Linked DNA regions of Mus musculus: region 2 is linked to region 1. The links are chromatin contacts, called in public HiChIP or PLAC-seq maps. All regions are on one chromosome and are shown on one strand. The core of a region is the stretch at or near the end of the contact, and the rest is flanking DNA. Distances in the headings are between cores, read along the strand shown. Region 1 holds the start of Fam171a2 (family with sequence similarity 171, member A2). Region 2 holds the start of 2810433D01Rik (RIKEN cDNA 2810433D01 gene).

What was found. HiChIP or PLAC-seq counts read pairs in DNA pulled down with a chosen protein or histone mark.
Region 2: an H3K4me3 HiChIP or PLAC-seq map of embryonic stem cells shows a contact between it and region 1, with 16 read pairs. The contact joins the promoter of 2810433D01Rik here to the promoter of Fam171a2 in region 1. A contact is called at or near these places in 3 of 39 promoter capture datasets (all in embryonic stem cells), 4 of 115 datasets of contacts at active chromatin or transcription factors (embryonic stem cells and pancreatic cancer cells) and 2 of 9 other capture datasets (embryonic stem cells and pancreatic islet).

Annotation. Positions count from the first base shown.
Region 1 is chr11:102,446,225-102,449,079 of GRCm38.p6, forward strand. Fam171a2 (family with sequence similarity 171, member A2) reads right to left here and starts at 1,439. Exons shown (of 8, transcript NM_199200.2): 1 at 1,174-1,439. The coding sequence starts at 1,291.
Region 2 is chr11:102,623,027-102,626,172 of GRCm38.p6, forward strand. 2810433D01Rik (RIKEN cDNA 2810433D01 gene) reads right to left here and starts at 1,390. Exons shown (of 4, transcript NR_033474.1): 1 at 1,252-1,390.

The sequences.
Region 1 (2,855 bases), core at 189-2,688:
CCTCCTTCCTTCATCCGGACCCTACTTCCCTCAACCAGACCCCCGCCTTCCGCCTTTCCTGCTAGCTTCTGGTGTGTGTGTGTGTGGGGGGGGGGTGGCATAAGGAGCAAAGAACACTGTTTCAGGATGGAACCGCAGGCAGGGAAGGAAGAGCAATTGTGGGGTGGTGGCGCAGGAACCAGAAAGGTGGGAGAGGGAAGCAGGGATGAGGAGAAGAGAGGCCCAGAGCACCCACGAGTGAGCTGTGGAGTCAGGGTGTCCAGCTCCCAATGCAGGGGCCAGCTCTACCTTCACCTCACACACCCATGTGGGCCAGGTTAGGCGTTAGGAGGGTCAGGGTCTCCTTTGGGGGCGGGGGAATGAGTGAAATGAAGAAGGGAAGCTGGTAGAAGAGAGTAGTAGCAAGAGACAGGCTGGACAAGGACCCAGACACCTGCCCTCTCAGCTGGTACTGCCCACAGCTAGCCAGCCAGCTCAGCATGGCTCCGTGACCACAGCCCTGCCATGCGCCTTGAGCCGGGAATCACAATAACGCCTGTACTCGCCCCCCCCCTTCCAAATGCATCCCCTCCCTCTAGCATGAGCTGATCAGTGTTTATTCGGTGAGCCCCAAATTCTAAACCTGGGGGGGGATTGGCTAGAAGCTGTCAGGCTCCTGGGTGAAAACCCCATTCGAGCAGTCAATCCCGCCTACAGCCTCACCCACTCCCCCTCTCCCCTCCCCCCTCGCAGCCCAGCTCTAAGCTCCCAGCCCCAGTCCGGCCAGGGTGGCAGCCGATGTCTGCGCCCCCACCCAGCCTGGGTCGCAGCTAGGGACCCGCGGGGGGCTGCGGAGCCGGCGCCCGCCCCAGCCCGCCCCTGGGCGGGTGTCTTCCGCAGACAATAGCTCTGGCTGCAGTGCCTCGCGGACCAGGAGGGAGAAAAACAAGTCGGAGGAGGCGGCAGCGCCGAGCCTGGAGACCCTCGCCCTCTCCATTGTGTCTCCCCAAGACCCCCGCAGCAAACAGTCCCCCAATCTCTCCCCCAGAAGCACCGATCTCAGGTCGCCTTCCCCCCGCCATCCTGGGAGCAGAATGCATCCCAAGTCACTAGCACCGTGAAGAGGGGGCCAGCGGTGGCAGCCGATCACAGGGTACAGGCCCACGATCGCCGCCCCTCGAGGCCGATACTCACCCTGCGGGCTGGGGGGCTCCGGCGGAGACTTGCCGGGAGCCCGGGAGGCGCCGCCGAGCAGCAGCCCCAGCAGCGGCAGCAGCCGCGCGAGGACGCCGGGGCCACTCGGCGGCGGCATCGCGGGGCTCGGCCGGGCCCTAGCGGTCCATCGTTGCCGCCCGGCCCTGATCGGCCGGCCCCGCTCAGCCCCAGTTCTGCACCGCTCTGTGCAGCTCCGGGTTGGGCTCCCGCTCCGGCTGCGGCGCCCGCTCGGCGCGATTGTCTCTGCCCGGAGCGGCCGCCAGCGCCCCCTGCAGTCGACACCCGGCACGGCGGGCCAGCGGGCACCGCCCCCTCGAGGCCCGGCTCTGCCTGCAGCCCACCCGGCAGCCCCCACCCGGTAACCCAAGATTCCAGACAGCAATGGAGTGCAGCGATTAGGGGGCAATTACCCGGGTTGGGGTTGGAGAGCTCTTGAGATGTGGTGTAAAATTGAGGGGTAGGAGAATGGCTATTGCCTACTCCTAAGGGCTGTAGTTGGAAAGAGTGAGAATTTTCTTCTCCCACACCGAGAGCTCCGTAGTGTTGAGGAGGCTGCGGTCTCCATCCAACATTGGGAAGCTGACCTGTGGTCATGTCAGCCTCCTCCCCCGCCCCCCATGACTTCCATTCAGAAACAGGCAAGACAAGTTCCTTACAGCCTTCTTAGCCTCTCTTGCTTTAAAGAGGATGGTCTGAAGTTCAGAATGACCTCGAACTCATGGCCCTTTTCCTGCCTCCGCTTCCAGAGTGTTGGGATTTCAAATGCAAGCCGCTATATTCAGCCTCACTTATCCTTTAAAGTGACAATCATAATAATCTCTACCTAGTAACGTGGTTGAGATACCAAGGTGTGTGTGAGGGGTGGTTCGGGGTGATGGTGGAGGAATGCCAGGCACCTTTTATCCCAACAGGAAGAGCTCTGTGAGTTCAAGGCCACTTTGCTCTACATAGCCAGTTCCTGGTCCTCTGACACAAGTCTGACAGGTGCACCGGTGCAGTAAGTGGTGCTATTGTTGGCCGGGGAGGGGCTTGCCTCCCTTGGAGTAATAAGACCTCCTTCTGGAGGAGACATCTGGCTAGAGAGGTTTTGTAGAAGTGGAAGCAGACGCCTCCCCCCACAAAAGAATCCCATTGGTTCCGGCATCCTGATTGACAAACTGGATCTTCCTTCGCTGAACCCCATGTTTGAAGACAAGCTCCCAAACAACCTTTCTCTCCTTATCGTTTCTGGCTGTCACTATCCCTTAGCTTCTGTTTTGCGTCGTTCTCTCTGCCCAGTCACCTCTTCAGCACAGCCTGCTACCCAGGAGACCTATGACAAGGATGGCTTCCCCTAGGGGACGCAGCAGGCTTCCCTCTGACTAAGTCTCTCTACTTAAGGGGGCAAAGTCACCAGGTCTTTCCCTTCATCCCTTCCTTTCCTCTTTCCCTCTTTTCCTTCTTTCTTTCTCCTCCCCTCATTTCCATCTGTTTCCTCTTCCTCCTCCTTCTTCTCACCGCCCCCGCCCCCCACCTCAGACCCTGGAGTAGCCAGCCAAGGGTAGAGGGGATTGCACGCAGCATCTCTTCCTTTTTAATAGAGATTTCCGTGTAACCATATTTCCCAGTTCTGTGCTTATGTAACTTTTTTTTTTTTTTTTTTTTTTTTTTTGGAACCTAAG
Region 2 (3,146 bases), core at 140-2,639, 180 kb after region 1:
ACTATCATTCTGTCTTCCTGCTGCCTGCCCACCCAGATGTAGAGCTTTCAGCTCCTTCTCTAGCACCCTGTCTGCCTGTTGCCATTGCCATGCTCCACCATGACAATAATGAACTAAATAAACCTCTGAACCTGTATGCTAGCCCCAATGTAATGTTTTCCTTTGGAAGAGTTGCTGTAGTCAGCCGGGCGTGGTGGCACACGCCATTAATCCCAGCACTTGGGAGGCAGAGGCAGGCAGATTTCTGAGTTCAAGGCCAGCCTGGTCTACAAAGTGAGTTCCAGGACAGCCAGGGCTACACAGAGAAACCCTGTCTCGAAAAAACAAAACAAAACAAAACAAAAAAAGTTGCTGTAGTCATGGTGTCTCTTCATAGCAATAAAACCCTAACTAGGACAGTAGGCAACAGGGAGCCTTCCCTGGTGAGTGTGTACTTGACTCATTTATGGAATGTGTGAGGAACAGGAACATAGACACACTTCTGAGCAGTCTCTCTCTCTCTCTCTCTCTCTCTCTCTCTCTCTCTCTCTCACACACACACACACTCATACCTATACTTTCATTAGTCCCTATGTGGTCCCCCAGTTCCCTAGATGGACCCTCACCATTGTCTACAGCTAGCATAACTTTGGGCGACAGGTACAGGGCGCACGCACAACTTCTTCTGGCCCTGGATCGAGAGGTGGAAAGAAGACAGGTCTATATTATCAATACAGTATACCTGTGTCCCCTTGGGACTCCTGTCCCTGGGTCCCCAAATGCACCTCACTGCTCCCCCTGCATCTTCACACCCCCTTTTTTGGGGTGAGGGAGGGAGTGTCAAACTCAGGCCCTCTGCTCAGTTAGGCAAGCACTTTACTCAACTGCATCCTGGGCCTCTTTCACCTTCTTGATAAGAACCTGTTTGTACAAGTTCCTGCCTGGCCACAGGGTCTGAGAAGACACAGCCGGATCTCTTTATTAAACATAAGGGCAGATGCTTATCTTTCCTCTCAGAACAGGCTGCTACCTCCTTCTGGGCCATGCCAGCCAAGGGCACTGCCTGGTGAGACAAATTAGGTAACACTGTGCAGACCCCTGATACCTACTGCTGAGAGAGCGTTCAGCACTGGAGGAGGGGAGAGGTGCGGGGGGGAGGGGCCGTGATCCGTGAGGATCAGAGGAGTCTCTTAAAGTTCCTTCTCTCTTCCCTTCTCCTTGCTCCCACCCCCAGCCAGCAGCCCCAGCCCCAGCCATCTCAGTGCCCCCTACCTCTGGAAAAGCTGAATTGGGATTCGATCCCCAGCCAGTTGCTGAGTTCCGGAGCAGCTGTCCCAGGCTTGGGGGGAGGGGGTCAGGAATGCTGGGGCTGAGGCCTGGGCCGCCCCAGACAGAGCCGGCTCTGAATTCTGGGAATGTTTGTGCAGCTGGAGCCCATTAGGGGAGGGAGCTGGGCGCTTATTAATCCCAGCCTTGTTCCCCGGGTGGGGCCAGGGCCCCCGCACACGAGTGAAGGGGGAGGGGGCTTTGTTGGGAGAGGTGGGCCCCAGCCCTCAGGCCCCGCGTGGTTGTGTCTCAGATAGGAGACTGGACATCTACACCTCCCATCTCAGAGTACTGATGTCTATAATCATAGAGCCAGGTGTGGGCAAATGTCAGAGGCCTCTGGGGGTAGGGGGGACGGGACGTGACCAGGTCTGACAGAAGAGCTTTTACTGGGAGAGGCAGGGGACATTACTGGTCCTGAGAGGGACTTTGTATATTCCTGGAGCACCCTCTCTTGCCTTTCAAGAGCTCTTTCTGGCTGGCATCCTGGGTAGTGGAGAAAGGGGGTATGGGGTTCATATCTCCACTGTTTGAAATGTGTTCACAAAGCAGCTCAGGAAAGAGACTGGAGGCAGGGTGTCTGCATACAGTCAAGAGGGTGACATCTCGCAAGAGCTCCAGGAACTGCTATCTACCGGGGCTCCAGCTGGAGGAGTACATTCGAGGATTGTGCAGTGTATGATCTGCTTGGCCATACATAGCACTCTTGGGTGTAGGCTGGGATAACAGGGGCCTGGGTTTGATTCTAAATTGGTAAGCTGTAAGTCAAAAAAATCCAGGCAAGGGTTCCATCTCTACTGGTTAGCTGTGAGACCACGTGTCTCTGATTCTCCCTTCCCCATATGCTAATTGGAATAGTCTGTCCTATGCATCTCGCTGTTTGGCTGGATTGCCAGGGCATGCTAGATAAGTCCTCCACCCCTGGCTTTATCCCCAGCCACGCTAAGCTTCTCGTTCATGCTTGTCGCCCGTTTATGCATCCATGCATGGAGCCATCTGTCAAGCTTAAATGACTGCACGCCAGTCTCTGGTCGCTGAGGACGCTGGGCATTAGGCAGCTCGTACGTGTTGGGTGTGGGCTGGGTCAGTTGCACACACAAATGAAGTATCAATGGGAAATGTGCTTGAGCCTGGTGCTAGGGAGTGTGCAGGGGGAGGCGTGCGTACATCAGCAGTCTCGGGACGATGCTTGGGAAGGCAGCAATGCAGGTCTTATGGGGCAGAGCTGAGGTCCCATTGTAGTTATGGCACCCAGTCAGCTCTGTCACATCTCCAGTGAGGGAGAACTGCAGGTGGTTTGTTAGTTCAGTTCAATTGCACTCCATGTATATGAGTCTTTGCAGGTTAGAAACTCATGCAAGTGTGTGTGTGTGTGTTTGTGTGTGTGTGTGTGTGTATGCACACCCATGTGTCTGCATGTTCTCTGTCTCCACTGGGAAGCCAGGAATGGGTAGAGGGCTGGCTGGGTCAGAGGCTATGATGTCTTTCTCTTCACATTAAGTATGTCTAGAAGAGATGGCATTTCTCTTCCAATGAAAAGCTTCTGTCTCCTATACAGATTAGATGATGTCCAAGGCAGGTCTTGGGCTTCCAGAATTATGTAGGCCTACTTTAAATCCCAGTTTTCTTTCTTTCTTTCTTTCTTTCTTTCTTTCTTTCTTTCTTTCTTTCTTTCTTTCTTTCCTTCTTTCTTTCTCTCTTTCTCTCTCTCTCTCTTCCTTCCTTCCTTCCTTCTTCCCTTCCATCCTCCTCCTCTCCCTCCTCCTCCTTCTTCTTTGAATTTTCATGATAGGGGTTCTCTGTGTCGCATCCATGGCTGTCCTGTAACTCTCTCTGTAGAC